3 separate regions of the Mus musculus genome follow, and all the other regions are linked to region 3. The links are chromatin contacts, called in public promoter capture Hi-C maps. All regions are on one chromosome and are shown on one strand. Each heading gives the region's core, a stretch centred on a gene start, on an enhancer-like site or on the middle of the called end of the contact. The rest is flanking DNA. Distances are from core to core; before and after follow the strand shown. Region 1 has its middle 13 kb from the start of Dmrtb1. Region 2 has its middle 27 kb from the start of Gm52673. Region 3 holds the start of Glis1 (GLIS family zinc finger 1).

The links. Promoter capture Hi-C pulls out the DNA fragments that hold promoters and counts their contacts.
Region 1: a promoter capture Hi-C map of cranial neural crest shows a contact between it and region 3. The contact joins the enhancer-like site here to the promoter of Glis1 in region 3. A contact is called at or near these places in 8 of 39 promoter capture datasets (the 3T3-L1 cell line, cranial neural crest, embryonic stem cells and 4 more), 5 of 484 Hi-C or Micro-C datasets (cochlea and embryonic stem cells), 21 of 115 datasets of contacts at active chromatin or transcription factors (the NIH/3T3 cell line, a beta-TC-6 cell line, bone marrow-derived macrophages and 14 more) and 5 of 9 other capture datasets (adipose tissue, embryonic stem cells, liver and 2 more).
Region 2: a contact with region 3 is called in a promoter capture Hi-C map of hippocampal neurons, with 6 times the contacts expected there. The contact joins the enhancer-like site here to the promoter of Glis1 in region 3. A contact is called at or near these places in 21 of 39 promoter capture datasets (the 3T3-L1 cell line, 3T3-L1-derived adipocytes, the C10 cell line and 13 more), 7 of 15 datasets of contacts at CTCF or cohesin (the NIH/3T3 cell line, embryonic stem cells, hippocampal excitatory neurons and 2 more), 117 of 484 Hi-C or Micro-C datasets (the AML12 cell line, the AtT-20 cell line, B cells and 59 more), 24 of 115 datasets of contacts at active chromatin or transcription factors (the NIH/3T3 cell line, astrocytes, a beta-TC-6 cell line and 17 more) and 5 of 9 other capture datasets (adipose tissue, embryonic tail, liver and 2 more).

The regions. Positions count from the first base shown.
Region 1 is chr4:107,669,445-107,672,457 of GRCm38.p6, reverse strand. No RefSeq gene overlaps it. Among named protein-coding and RNA genes, the nearest start is that of Dmrtb1, 13 kb to the left of the region's middle. Within about 2 kb of position 1,522, at least 8 of the 459 cell types and tissues checked have an H3K27ac peak or open chromatin away from gene starts, as enhancers often do.
Region 2 is chr4:107,651,454-107,654,666 of GRCm38.p6, reverse strand. No RefSeq gene overlaps it. Among named protein-coding and RNA genes, the nearest start is that of Gm52673, 27 kb to the right of the region's middle. Within about 2 kb of position 1,821, at least 51 of the 459 cell types and tissues checked have an H3K27ac peak or open chromatin away from gene starts, as enhancers often do. A contact at or near this core is called in the G1E-ER4 cell line, the HL-1 cell line, the MC38 cell line and 13 more, where this site is marked.
Region 3 is chr4:107,432,858-107,436,118 of GRCm38.p6, reverse strand. Glis1 (GLIS family zinc finger 1) reads right to left here and starts at 1,400. Exons shown (of 11, transcript NM_147221.2): 1 at 1,222-1,400; 2 at 182-479. The coding sequence starts at 437. Gm46866 (Holliday junction resolvase MOC1, chloroplastic-like) reads left to right here and starts at 864. Exons shown (of 2, transcript XM_030253946.1): 1 at 864-1,839; 2 at 2,038-2,342. The coding sequence starts at 1,054. The coding sequence ends at 1,686.

The sequences.
Region 1 (3,013 bases), core at 273-2,772, 240 kb before region 3:
CAGGCCACTTTAAAAATGGTCAATTATAAATGTAGGTAACAGCTAAAACTACACAATTGGTAATAAACGTGTGTGTTAGGAACGGGATTCGCCCCCACCTGTGTTACTCTCCTCCTTGTTCCCCTCACAGACCTCCCTCTTGTCTCGACTCGGGCATGATTTGAATGCACACAAGGTTTTTCTGGAGAAAACCTTTAAAGATAACTGCAGGGTCACTGCAGTTGTGAGAGATAGCACAGGGATCTTACGCACCACTGGCCGCCTTCCCACCCACAGTATTGTGGAGAGCAATGGGGTAATACCGCGCCAAAACTGCTGTGCTCGCCCAATTTGTTCATTTAGTGGAGGGACAAGGACCAGTTCGGGACGCGTGGGTGCCTAGTGGCTCTAGTTTCTTCCATGATACTTTGCACCTTTGTGGAAAACCAACCAAGTATATTTCTGAGGGGCTGTTTGGGGTTCTGTGTTCTGCTCCAGGCAGATACATTGCTATTCACATCTCCCACACTTTTCTTTCTCCCATTTTGAAGACAGAGTCTCATGTAGCCCAGGTTGACCTCAAACTCACTATCCAGACCTTGGACTCCTGTTCCTCCTATGACCTTCTCCAAAGTTCCGGGGTTGCAGGTACGTGCCACCACACCCAACTGGGATCTGTTTCTTGACCTGGCACAGCAGTAGATGACTGACACTGATTTTGTCATTCTGTGTCACCGGGCTCTGTCAGTTGGTGAGGCCATTGACAAAGTCCCTCTCACAGCAACACTCATGGAAAAAAATCAACCAAGAGGTTATGGAGGAAATCAGTGACGTTTCATACACCTGTCAAAATAAAGACCAACCTACATGTACTTCTGGACTAATACCAAGTAGCCAGGCTTAGCAGTGGCCCCGATTTATAGCTTAAAAGTGCGGCTGTAACTGAGCCCCTCGGATATTCCCAACAGTGTAAGGTGATCTAAGAATATCTGATTTCTATTCGTGACCGGGTCATACTTCACTCATCTTAGACTTTCGACCTACTTGCATCACTGAAGAAAGCAGTGGATGACAGGGAGAAGCTAGTGACGAACAAGACATCTTCTCTGCAGAGCCCTTCATTCTCCCCGTCTCCATCTGCACCTGAACTTAGGGAACTTCATTCTTATTGTCCGTGTGGTATTTTATTGAATAGAAATTACTCAGTGTGGGCAGCCAGCCTCCTACTAGTTTCTGATCTTTTGTTTTTACTGATAATTTCTTAAAACTTTCTCCTGGGAGGGCCACTGTGCTGGCCCTTTGCCCCCAGCAACCCTTGGCCAGGGATGGGTAGCCAGCCAGTCTGATCTCCAGAGGGAATCTAGGCAAGCCCGCGTCCCCAGTCCCAACTCTCCTTCTTGGAACTTTGAACCCTCCCTTCACACAGCCTCACTGAGCCCAGCACTGGGTTCTACTGCTGAGCATTGGAGCCAGCCATGGGGTAGGTGGCCTGCAGAGGCGTCCCAAGCTGTGCAGCATCCTGCTAGCAGATGTAAAACCCCTCTGTGCCTTTGTGCTACATTTTATTAACAGCAGATCGCAAGATGCTAACATTTTATCATGTCAGCCTTTGCATTTGAGCTAGCACAGGCACCGGCCTGTGAACAATTAGCTGCTGGGTGGTGGTTTTTCTTCATCTTTTTCTTTTAAAAATGAGAATCAGAAAATCTGTTTGCTGGTGCTCTGTCTCTCCCTCTCTCTCTCTCCCTCTTTCCCTCTCCCCTTCTATCCCTCTTTCCCCCCTCTCTCCTCCTCTCCTCTCTTCCTCTCGCTCCCTCCCCTCCCCCTCTCCTCCCTCTCTCCTTCCCTTCTCCTCTCTCCATCCCTCCACTTTTTCATTCCCCCTTCTGTTTTCTCTTTCTCTTTACTTCCTCTTGGCAGCAGATTCATCGGGACACTTGGTATAGACTTGACCTGGCCGATCTCCCACATTCACAGACCATCATTTCCAGGTACAGTCTGGTTACCCAGCAAGCACTGAGTTGTCTCCCAGTGTTATCCAGTACGCCCTGCAACAGCTGCCCTCAAGGAACGGAGAGATCCTCGCACCTCCCTCTGATGAGCGAAGTGTACCTGGGTTTGAAACTTGCCACTCCAGTTGTCAGCCACTAATTAAGTCAGTGTTTTTCTACATCTGGCTCTTAGACATTTTTTTTCTCCTCAAATTGGAGTGATTTCTTTTTACTACCATGGCGTATTCACATCAGTCATGGAGTGATGTCAGCCACCATCTGCAACAGCAGACAGGGCCTGAGCTCCATCTACAGCGTCAGTACATTATTTGGGCGTCTACAGTGTGTCAGGCTTTGTGCTGGGCTCTTAAGACAAGATGGATGTTTCTCACCGGCACCAGCTTCCTATTACTTAGGTCTGAGCTATCCTCCACAGAAAACTCTTTCCTCCTCTCTACTCTCATGCTGGCCACAGAGCCCTTTTCGACCCTGTCCTGCTGACCATGACAGATAGTCCTTGAAGCTTGGCCCCTGTTGTACTAGGGACTTCCTAGATGTCTCCAGGCCTCTTGACCCTCCCTGCTGCCTCCACACTGCAGGAGTCAGCCCAGATCTTCTTGCTGCTAGGTGTACTGTCTCTCCCCAAGAGGCTGTTGTTTCAGCCTCCTCTCGGGTTCCTGGCAGGTGACACATTGGGGCTACCTACAATATTGTTCTGTTTCCTCTCCTTCGGCCTTCTAACCCCATTTGCATATATTCACTCCTGCCAATGGTTCTCAACCCCTGGGTTATGACCCCAATGGGGGCATCAAAGAACTCTTTCACAGTCTCACCTAAGACCATTGGAAAGCTCAGGTTTTACATTGTGATTCATAACAGTAGCAAAATTATAATTATGATGTAGCAATGAAAATAGTTTTAAGGCTGAGGATCACCACAACAAAAGGAATGATGTTAAAAGGGTCTGGGAACCACAGCTCAAGGCCTTCAGCTGACACCTTCCTTACTAATTTCTACCTTGTGCCTAGTCTGCCTCCCTCTGT
Region 2 (3,213 bases), core at 572-3,071, 220 kb before region 3:
GTCCCTGTGTCATTCAGGGTATGTCCGGGTTCATTCTTGAGGGAGTTTCAGCCAAGAATCATGACAAGGCCTGGTCCCTGATTCAAGAGACAAGAACACTGGGGGTCAGGGAGAGTTTTAGATGTGGAGTTGGAGGAGCTATCAGGCAGGGCAGGATGGGGCTGGATCCTGGGGCTAAGTCTAACACCACACTGAGAAGGATGCTCCTGCCAGCCCATGACAGTAGAGGGTTAGCTATAGACAGGGACAGGTGCATCCTGGGAGGGATGCAGTCAAGCAGGAGTTGGGCAGTGCTTCTGGCAAGCTGCTGAGCGGGACAGTGCAGTGCCCACAGGATTTAGGAATGAAGACAGTTTAGAGCTCCTTCCGTGGGCCAGGAAGGAACCATGAGTGCGTGTGAATCCAGCTTCTAAAAACCGAGCAAGAGGCCAGGCATGGTGGGGCATGCTTTCAGCTTCAGCACTCAGAAGGCAGAGGTAGGCAGATTTCTGTGAGTTTGAGGCTAGCCTGGTCTAGAGAGTTCTGAGACAGCCAGAGCTTAATAATGAGACCCCCATCCAAAAACAATTTTTTGAGTTAGAAGTGGCCAAATAGTAATAGGTGGTAAAGAAGTCTACTGTGTGTGTGTGTGTGTGTATGTGTATCTGCACGTGTATGTATATATGTGTTTATAGGTGCATGTATCTGCATGTGTATGCGTGTTTATGTATACGTGTGTATATGTGTATCTGCATATGTATGTATATGCATGTGTCTACATGCATATGTATGTGTGTGTATGTATATGTGCATCTGTGTGCGTGTGTTGTGTGTTTGTGTGGCCAGCTGTCATGGGGTCTCGCAGATGAGGAAGAAGGAGATGAAGCTTATGTGCAAAGGACATGGGAGGGACCTTGGTTCTGAGAAATCGAGCATGGCGAGCTCTGGAGGGTCCTCGAAATGGCATCTGTGGTGCGGACTCGGCAGAGAGATTTCAGGCAGGGAGAGGGGCTTCGGGGGATCTCCTGAGGCTAGGATGTGAACTCCTGCTCCCAACCTGACTGGTGAGCAGCGGGCATCCAAGAAGGCTCTGGGGAGGGAGAAGAGTGGAGACAGTGAAGGGAAGGTGGGTCACCTGGGGGTGGCGGGGTCAGGGAAGGGAGTCAGGTAGGGATGAGAGTCTGGGGCAGGCCCCTCTGGCCCTGGAAGCCCCCTTCTCCAGCACACAGTGGCTCTCTCCCAGCTCTGTGCTCATGCCAAGGTAGGTCACGTGGCCCCCTGCCAGGATCCACGGTTCAGTTTCCCTCTATATGATGAATTTGTGAAGGGCAAGCCACGTCCTCTGAGGTCCTTCTGTCCAAGCTTCTCTGACTACTGGTTTGGCTCTGCTCAGAGGCTTGTCCCAAGCCACTCAGTGAGCTCAAGGGGCTGCAGCCCTCTGGCCAAGTTCACCACATAGCCCAGCCCTGGGCAGCCTTTACTGGACCTAGGTTTCTTCCCACCTGCAGGTGCAGGCTGGTGGAGAGAGCCAGAGAAATGGCCACAAGGGGCCGCTAGGACCCAACCCAAGGCTTGCCTGAGTGTAGTCCCTCTGCTTCCAGCTTCCAGTCTGCGGTGGAGCAGGATGCAGAAGGCACATAGACTGGGAGAAGCCCCCGGGGCCCTGCCACCTTCTGCTTCCTGCAATTGTGTATGTTCACTCTCCACTGCCCACCCACAGCCTCGGGGCTCCTAACTGTAAGGTGCCCTGGATGCTTTAGACTTTGCTGTTTCACCCTGGCCCATCCCTCACTCCTCGTAGGAGTTTTAGGAGGAGCCTGACCATACAGAGAGGAAACAGAGCCAGTGCTTTCAGATGTACAGTCATGAGCCCCCACAGCATGGGAAGCCGAGTGCTGGGTCTGGAGGTGGGTGGACTCTGATTCTATCTGCTGCCCCCTGGAGGAAGGCGGTGAGCCTGGGGCAGGGACTTTAAGCACCAGGAGACTTTAGATAGGTCAGAAATTTGTGTTTAGAGCAGTTACCCCAAGAGGCCCTGATGTAAGGGGTGTGTGTCCACCTGCTGATAAGGCACTGTGAGGGGTGGCAGCTCACGCCGGGGGGGGGGGGGTGGCGGAGGCTGAATGCTCACTGCTCTCTTCTTTTATTCAAAAGTCAACCACCCCCTGTCCTAGCTGAGGATCTAGAGCTCATACTGGACCAGGCCTGACTAGAGGGAAAGTGCTAACCTATAGTGGATGATCAGAATGGGGTCCTGGTTGTTGACATTTCTTCTAGGCCCCGCAGCTACCTGGCAACAGCCAGGTGTGTCTGACTCACTATAAAAGGGGCTGCTTGCCCCCTCCTCACTCTCTACTCTTCCTCTTGCTCTTCCTCTCTTCCCCTCTTCCCTCTCTGTCCCTTCTCTCCCAATTCCCCTCCCCCCCACATGCTCACGGCCCACCTATACTCTCTCTCTCTCTCTCTCTCTCTCTCATTCTCGCTCTGTGTGTGTGTGTCTGCCTTTCTCTGTCTCTACTACCCCCTCAACTTCCCTCCCCATGCCCTAAATAAACTCTATTCTATAATATAGTCTTCATGTGGCTGGTTCCTCAGGGGGAAGGGAGGCACCCCTTTCCCCCACACATACCTCCCTTCCACCAAACATATCTCTGGCTTCTTTTTCTTTTTTATAAAACACAATACCAGTGGCTCCATAGAGCAATAGTCTAGTGAGGGAAAAGGGACAGGACCCAAGGCTTTGCTTGGGCTTCTGAACTTTATACCACTTAACAGGGATATATAACTCCTACCAGCTTAGGAGGACCAATGGTTGATGAGCTTGTGTGTGTGTGTGTGTGTACACTAACAGGAATCCTGGTACCTTCAATATACGCCCCCCCAAATATCCCTCCCGACCTGTTCTGAGGAGTGCAGATTGGAGGGGGTGTAGGAGCTGAGGCTACAGGGCAAATGTGGGGAGTGGGGTGGCACTTGGGGACCTCTTCACTGAAGCATCAAAGGCTGCTGGGAAATGTGTGTCGAGTGAGGTGGAACGTTATGGAAATCGTCTCCACTGCTCTGTGGCCTGAGAATTCACGGTCAATGAGAAGAAGTTCCCTTGGTCCCGTATTTTTTCCTCTCTTTGAAAGTAAAAGCCTTAGGATCAAACACACGCAAATCGTGGTCATCTGTCTCTCCTGCGCTCTGCTAACTCCACAGAAGTGAACAGGACCGAACGGTTTAAACTCTTTC
Region 3 (3,261 bases), core at 151-2,650:
GGCATCAGTTCAGACTGACAGGCGAGTCCCAATCAACTACAGAGATACTGAGACATTAAGGAACTCTTAAGGAAGTTCCATGAAGTTCTAGAATCCCTACAGAGCCGGTGGCAGAGACACCGGTACCACAGACCTGACCTCAGCATGCCCGCGGTCAGCACACTGGTGCGGTGGAACTCACCCTTCCCGCTGCCGGTCTTGGACACACCATAGTCTCGAGGGCTCCGGGGCCGAAGGAGATCGTGGGCACGTGGTGGTGGCACCGGTAGCCGAGGCAGCAGGTCTAGCGGGTTCCCGTCCCCGCAGCCGCCACCACTCACAGCAATCCTGAAGGCCATGTGCGCTCCCAGGCTGACAGGCCCGCGGCCCTGGCCAGGAGCACCAGGGGCCTCCTTTGGCCTCTTGTCCGAAAGTGCCTCGGCCACCTCGCAATGCATGGCGCCGGGGCGGGGCGCACGGCTGGGGGTCGCGCCAGGCTCCTGCGGAGGGAAGAAAGCACCGAGCTTTAGAAAGCGGGAAACTCCATCCCTAGATCACAGTTTGGGCAGTCACGTTCTATTTAGTCCTGATCTCAAAAAAAAAAAAAAAGTTAGCGTCACCACACCGACCCCATTCCCTGAGCCACCTGACCCCGCGCACCGTGGTCGTCCCGCTTTCGCTGCCGTCGCCCTAGGCCCGCACGTTCCGGAGAATCCCCTGCGCCCTCCCACCCTAATCCGCTTCCACCCAGGGTCAGCCCTCTTCAGACGAATGGCAAAACTAAGACCAAGGATAGGATGGGAGTTCCCTAAAGGGACAGGGAGAGGGCAGTAAACTAGGATGGGATGGGAGTTCCTGTCCGGAATTCCCTAAAGGGACAGGGAGAGGGCAGCAGCCTGACTCCCAGAGCAGGGTCACAGGGGAGCAGGGAAAGACTCAGATGGGTCCCTGGCTGCGCACCTCTAGGTGCCCCGGGGCGGGCTGAGCAGAGCCCAGGCACTGAACACGCACCGCCGCCGGGTGCAGACGCAGAATTTCCGCGAGCCCCGCCACTAGCCAGACACCGGGCTGAGGATGAGCGCGCACGCCCACTGCGCGAGCCCACAAAGCGCACTCGAGAGCCGTAAATCCAGGAGCCCCGGCGCCCGGGAGCCCGCACAGCCAGAGTCGCCCACGCACGCCGGCTCGCACGCACACTCGCGACCCGTCGATGCGCCCTCCGAGACCAGCCATGCCACACACCCCATTCACCGGCTCACACTCCGCTCCGCCGGCAGCCGCAAGTCTCACGCCGGAGCCTCAGCATCATTTCCAGCATCATTCCCGCGAGAGCGAGGCCTCAGGGCCCCCAAATTCGCCTCGCCCCTCGGCGAGCCCCGCGCCACCCCAGAGCTCCCGGATTCGGACGCCACTGGGTCCCCGGCGCCGGCCGCGCCCCTTCTCACCTCGCCGCGGGCGCAGCGGCTCGCGGGGCACACAGCACGGCGCGCCTCCTCTGGCGCCGCAGCCCCCGCAGCCGCCGCCGCCACCGCCACGGCCGCCGCGTCCTACGGGGCGACACCCCGGGGGCGGGGCGGCCCGCTGCTGCCCACAGCCGCTCGGGCCGCGACTCTTGGGGGCTGCCGGACCAAGCCAATGGCGGCTCGAGGGCGTGCCGCTCGCCTGGGGGCCTGGGCGGGGCGGCGCGCGCCCAGGCTGAGGTTTTGACAGCGGCCGGAGCCCTGCACGCCGGCTGCCGGGACGCCGCCGGACTCTGCGGCTGCCAGAGGAGGAGGCCAGCCGAAGGCAGAGCCAGCACAACCCGGCTTCCTCTGCTCCCCGGCGGGATTCTGCTCCTCCCCGGGTCGCGTTTTCTCCCGGGTAAATGGGAATGGCGGTACCTGCTAAGCGGAGGTAACAAATACAGAAGTGCTTGACAAGTTGTTTTGGTTTTGCAGACTCTAACCAGCTCACTTCAAGTGGCACAGATTTCACTGCAAGTCATAGCAAAGCTGGCCTTTGTCATCTGAACCCAGGCCTCAGCCCACTTTCTCACTTTACTTTCGTGTTGTTTTCTAGAAAGGGTTCATCCAGACGAGAGAGGAGCTCCGCGTTCTCCTGTACCCATTCCTTGCCATGTCCTCCGCGCTCCAGGCAGCAGGGTCTCAACTGTAGGAAGAGCCCTTGATGAGGCTTCATAGTGACTAGAAGCAATGGGTCAGCCCCCATCCCTGAAGCGTGCAAAATGGGGTGTTCGTTCATGTCTCTGACCGATTTTCTGGGGTCTACTGAAGGATCTAGGGTAGCCCCAAAATGTCTCTGCATGCTGTCAACATCTCCCACTATGCACAAAATGTTTGAGAATAGAGGACCTTAGTCTTAAACTGTGGAAGTGTGTTTCTGCAACCGGCCTGGTTCACAGACTGGGGTTCCACACAGGAAGACAACCCAAGCAGTTTCCCAGCATCTTAACAAAACAAAGATTTTTTTTTTCCAGTCACAAAAAGTTAAGATTTGCCAGGCATGCTGGCACACGCCTTTAATCCCAGCAGGCGGATTTCTGAGTTCGAGGCCAGCCTGGTCTACAAAGTGAGTTCCAGGACAGCCAGGGCTATACAGAGAAACCCTGTCTCGGAAGAAAAAAAAAAGTTTTTTAAAAAAAGATTTAATTTCCTATACCTTATTTGTTTGGAGACTTAGAAACAGCAGAAGGAATTGGAAGTACCTTGACATTTTACTTAACACCACCCCCACATTCATGGCCAGAAGCAACAAGGTAGGTAGGGTGTGGCAGCGCAGGCTTCCGACTCCCACGCCAGTGTCTTCCTCCCATTATTACCAAGAGCAGGTGTCAGCCGACCTGTGCAGGCGATGAGCTGTTATGGGCATCTCAGAGGCCTTGCCTCTTTCTGGAGACTTGTCATTGAGGACTGTCACTTTAGGGCAGAGTGGATATGAGTAGAAAGGAGGAAACTGACCAACTGCCCGCCCAGAACTTGAACCTCCCCCTCCCACCCCACCCTCAATTCTAAAGTGTGGACCCTGGCTCTGGCCAACAGGTCTGTGGCTTTAGACAAATAGCCCTACTTAGTTTCTGCCTCATGCGTCAAAGAAGCAAGAAAGCTGGAAGGTCTAGCTTTGCTATTATGCCCGTCTGTAAGGCCAGGAGCTGAGCGCTCTGCTCTGCTCTGCTCTCCCCGGCATGTGCGCACTCACACACACACACACACACACAGCACTGTACATTTAGTTCAGACTGGAAACAGTTGCCAAATGAGTCACTTAAATAACAGGACAAGCAGG